Regions from separate parts of the Bicyclus anynana genome. Here region 1 is linked to region 2. Evidence: chromatin contacts called from public Hi-C data. All regions are on one chromosome and are shown on one strand. The core of a region is the stretch at or near the end of the contact, and the rest is flanking DNA. Distances in the headings are between cores, read along the strand shown.

Region 1 (2,700 bases), core at 82-2,581, 38 kb before region 2:
ACTAAGGCTTTATTATTTTTATTATTTCTATTAACATATAGCTTCATCTGGCTGCGAACATACATCATGCTGCAAGGCATTGTAAAACACCGGGATTACCAAGCCAATAGAAAAATAGTTGTGTTAACGTACCAATGACAAGCTTAGAATATTATCGATTGCAATTTTTTTACCAATCAGAAATTGGGTATTTTAAAAATTGCCATGCAAGAAATTTCCATTTTTTTTTGTTAATATTCGAACTTCGCTTCGCTATCTTGCTTTTTTAAATGGATTACTGATTAGCACTATGATCATATTTTATGTTTTACTAGCACTAGCAGACGCCTCTCGTTTTCTCCCACGTAATTCCGTTCCCGTGTGAATACGGGGATAAAAAATATCATAAGACACTAATAAGTAACGTGGTTTTCTATTGGTAAAAGAATTTTACCTCACAGACTATACCTTTATTTATTATAATAATTATATTATATATAATATTAGCTCAGCCTGCTTAGCCATGGTTCAACGGGCTCAACCACACCTTACCAAGTACAAAGATCCATCAAAGAGGATTTTGCATAATAAATAATGCAAGGAGGGTTACTAAAGCACGTGTACTTCTCAAACCTGTGAATAAAAAAAATCCTTATTATAACACAAATAATTTAAATAATCATAAACCATGGCTGTGGTCACGTGCGAATCTTTATAATCACTTACAGTCTGAAAACCATAGAATACCTGAAAACCCTATAGGGAAGTAGAAGTAGTATAGAAGTTAAAATTAATGGAATTAGATTAGATGACCAAGTGCCCATTTCCTTTAGCATTACTTATATTTAATTTTGAAATGACCTTTATTTAACTCATATAATCACTTATAATAATGGTACTTTATTATACTACTGTTAACTACTTTACTCCATCGATCTACTTTGTTTGTACCTATTATATTTTTTGTAGTCAACATTTCAGTGAAAATATTTCGTTATAGCAAGAAAATATTTAATTGAATCATTTAATTGTAATGATTGATTAAAATTTTAATTATTGGAATAAAACAAGAAGATTTTCATAAAATATTTTTTGTTTATGAAATATATTTAAATATTCCGCCGTAAGCTTTTCACGCCCAGTTTGACGTCACGCAACGGGGGTCTCATTTCAGCCTTACCGCACCCTATTCTATTTTATTCGAAACGACGTATGTATGCCTAACAATTTCTAAGTATGCTCTATGTCCATGACAGAGAGTATAGTTTTACATAACAGCAAATTTAGTTCCTTATTTTTTCATCAGAGAGCGCGGCCGGAGCTGTCCACAGTAGCGCAGAATCTACCAATCGCGAAGACGGGACTTTGACGCAATTTGCAAATGGCCGTGAAAAGGATTGAGCTCGAGGGTGTATGAAATACTAAATGGTGGAACGATCCGTGTTAAAAACTTGTGAATAATCTAGTTCAGTGTAGTGTTGTCAGAAAGATACAAAATGTGCCAAAAGGATAAGATCCAGTCTTAATGGTGGTTTAGGAAGCGCCTGAAAACCACAGAATCAATCGACGAGTTTTGCTGATTGTGGGGTAAAGTCCTTATTCTTTTCACTATCGTTAGTAGAATGTAGTTTTCCAATGCTCAATTTGACTGTAGTTTTGCTTAAAATAATGTATTTTTTGCATATGGGTGTGACACAGTTGAATATGGCACTTGTTCGAAATGGTCGCCGGTCGAATGTGTGGTAGATACACCCTACGATTGGATTTATTGTTTCTAGGATGAACTAATCAATTGAGCAGTTACGAAATACGCTATAGTGTAGTATCGGCAAGGGGCCTACTTTGCCGAAGGATATCCTGAATTTGTCAAAATGAGGCAGTGACTTGTTGAAAATCGGGTTTTACGTTCGGGAAATTGCACGGCCCCTACGGTGAGACATCGATTCATGCGTTGCCTTATCAATATATTATTGTCCCCCATGTTTTTGGGCGTTATTTGGTTGCTGTAAGGATTTTTTCAGTGAGATATTCGTTTTAATACATCAATACGCATGCAAATTTACTTTTTATGTATATTTTATTGCTATTACATTTCCTCGTTTACTTGTGTGGTGAATATTTCGTATCTAAATGTCTATGAACACATCTGCATGTGAATACTTGAAAGCATTATTTTCCTCGTAATATTGCAATATTGTTTATTGGATTTTGTTATTTCTCTAATAATACGCTCTGCGTTTATACTCACGTAATTCCCGTACCCGAAGGAATACCGGGATAAGATATACCCCTGTTACTTGCTGATAATGTACCTTTTTATTTGTTAAAAATGGTTAAAATCAGTCCAGTAGTTTCAGAGCCTATTCACTACAAATAAACAAACAAATCTTTATTATTTCCTCTTTTTAATGTTAGTATGTATAGAAGAGTATGAATTTTCATAAGTAGGTATATCACATATTTGCAAAATTCACATAGTGTTAAGTCATGATAGAATAAAAAATGACTGTCCCACATTTTCTTACAAGAAAACTAAATTTCATACAATTTATGTTTCATACTTGTAATTTTTTGTAGATTTATATCAACTAATTTAGCCTCACAGTTATACCAAACTTTGTTTTGCCTTACAAATTTTGGAGTGGGTCACCCTTATTTTAAGGTATGAATAATAGATGTTGGCTGATTCTCAGATCTACCCAACACTTTCACACAAAATTT
Region 2 (2,700 bases), core at 2-2,501:
CTATATGTCTGTAGCACAAGTTAGCCCTCATTCGCACGAGAGTTTTTTTACCGGGCGTTAAAAAAGCGTTCAAATATAGTATGAAGTTAAATTAAGATCTATTTCCAACTCCCAAAATTTGGGAATGCATTTGTTGTATTTGAAAACTTCTTTAACGTCTCTTAAAAAAATTCTCGTGCGAATGAGAGCTGAAGGAGTTTTCTGTAAAAAGTTCAACTTTAAAACGTTCAACATTAAAAGATTGTTTGGAGACTAGAATATTTGCCCTCGCGAGGAAAATCAATACAAAACTGTACCTTTATAGAACTACTAAAATATGTATTCATAAAATTATGACTACCATTTTAGAACTCGATTGGTATTCGTTATGACGTACACCTGCCTCTTTACGTTCAAACACTTTTATTGTATTGTTTCCAATGCGTATATTGGAAAGCGCCATGGTGACTAACTTTCGCGTCTCTTTAAATAGTTTTCTATACTTACTTCATATTAGATTGATTTATCTTTTATCACAAGAAAGCCACTTTATTTATAAGTGTCACAGGCTACATTTTGTCGAACTACGCGGGTGAAACCCGCATTGGTCGCATTGGCCAATCTATACTTATTATAAAACGACTAGGCCCAGTTCTGTAAATGGAGGGCAGGGCGTTACACATAGGTAATCGATACTGAAGCTAAAAATATTATTATTTTTTGTCTGGGATCGTGTCTGTTTGTTTGTTTTTGTAAAATAATTAGTGGACTTAGTATTTTATATAAAACATGCGAAAATATAAATAGAAGGGGTGAAAATAAAATTCTCGTGAGATGTTTGTTACCAAAGTCCTTCGAAACGGTTGATTATTTTGCAATATTATGTGCATATAGGTAGGGGTTTGCTATTACTACATACATACATGCCATCACGCCTTATTCCCTTTGGGGTCTACGATCCTTGCATAACTCCCTTGCTTCTTCCATACACAAAAATCATTTCATTCTAGTTCGTCGGCTTAGTTTATTATAATACTAATTATAATATTGTACTAATTGTAGTATTTCGTCGTAGGAACCTGGTGTCCGCCAGTCAGGACGGCAAGCTGATCGTGTGGGACAGTCACACGACGAACAAGGTGCACGCTATCCCGCTGCGCTCGTCGTGGGTGATGACGTGCGCCTACGCGCCCTCCGGCTCGTACGTCGCGTGCGGCGGGCTCGACAACATCTGCTCCATCTATAGGTATGTGGGTCACACGACAAACTGATCGTGCGGGTCAGTCACACGACAAACTGATCGTGTGGGTCAGTCACGCGACAAACTGATCGTGTGGGTTGGTCATACGACGAACTGATCGTGTGGGTCAGACACGCGACAAACTGATCGTGTGGGTTGGTCATACGACGAACTGATCGTGTGGGTCAGTCACACAACAAACTGATAGTGTGGGACAGTCACACGACGAACTGATCGTGTGGGACAGTCACACGACGAACTGATCGTGAGGGACAGTCATACGACAAACTGATCGTGTGGGACGGTCACTTGATGAACTGATCGTGTGGGTCAGTCACACGACGAACTGATCGTTTGGGACAGTCACACGACTATCCGATCGTGTGGGACAGTCACACGACTATCCGATCGTGTGGGACAGTCACACGACTATCCGATCGTGTGGGACAGTCACACGACGAACTTATCGTTTGGGACAGAAGGTGTTCAACTCGTTGTGTAACCCTTTTACAAACTATATCTCCTCTTTACATCCTAATCTTTACAAAATAACCACTCACCATAATATTAATGACATCCACAGCTTGAAGACTCGCGAAGGCAACGTGCGCGTGTCCCGCGAGTTGCCCGGACACTCCGGCTACTTGTCCTGCTGCCGGTTCCTCGACGACAACCAGATTCTCACCAGCTCCGGGGATATGACCTGGTGAGTCCTCACAGAGGTGTACCTATACATCAGGGACATATTATTTAAACGGAAGAGGGGAGGTTAGGTTAGAGTGCGACACAAAAGATTAGAAAATACATGAGGGTGTTGTAGTCACTTATTTGTTCATAGGGCAACCCTGTTCTGTCATTGACTGCAACCACCTTGATACTTGATAATAATGATAATAATATATTTGGAAAATACTTACTACCTGGCCCTAAATTAATCATCATGTGTTATGGTTAATAAGATAGCTAATTTTATGATTGACATTAATTAAATTAAATTTATTGTAATTCGATTTTTGTTTCGAATAATGCAATATAGGTATCATACTCCTCCTAAGGACTCCTCAAGACGATTTCAAAATAATATATCATGGCCATATTAAAGAAACCTACAATTAGAGAGAGCCGTGATAGCCCAGTGGATATGACTTCTGCCTCCGATTCCGGAGGGTGTGGGTTCGAATCCGGTCCGGAGCATGCACCTCCAACTTTTCAGTTGTGTGCCTTTTAAGAAATAAAATATCACGTGTCTCAAACAGTGAAGGAAGACACCGTGAGGAAACCTGCATACCAGAGAATTTTCTCAATTCCCTTCTGAAGTCTGCCAATCGTGCCATTGGGCCAGCGTGGTGGACTATTGATCTAACCCCTCTCATTCTGAGAGGAGACTCAGAGGACGAATGTGGGTTGATAACTCAGACCAATTATAGAAGGACCTGTATCGCACTCATAGTCACGAACAAAGTTGTCTGTCATTTTCTTTG

Evidence for each region. A called contact is a pair of places that touch in the nucleus more often than the background predicts.
Region 1: a contact with region 2 is called in a Hi-C map of whole body, with 2.1 times the contacts expected there. The contact joins the promoter of LOC112051399 here to the enhancer-like site in region 2. A contact is called at or near these places in 2 of 2 Hi-C or Micro-C datasets (whole body and whole larva).

Annotation. Positions count from the first base shown.
Region 1 is chr25:9,915,932-9,918,631 of ilBicAnyn1.1, reverse strand. It overlaps LOC112051399 (guanine nucleotide-binding protein G(I)/G(S)/G(T) subunit beta-1), which reads left to right and starts at 1,331. Exons shown (of 9, transcript XM_024090022.2): 1 at 1,331-1,566.
Region 2 is chr25:9,877,647-9,880,346 of ilBicAnyn1.1, reverse strand. It overlaps LOC112051399 (guanine nucleotide-binding protein G(I)/G(S)/G(T) subunit beta-1), which reads left to right. Exons shown (of 9, transcript XM_024090022.2): 4 at 1,055-1,225; 5 at 1,803-1,925. Among protein-coding and RNA genes, the nearest start is that of LOC128199490, 10 kb to the left of the region's middle. Within about 2 kb of position 1,251, at least 8 of the 8 cell types and tissues checked have open chromatin away from gene starts, as enhancers often do.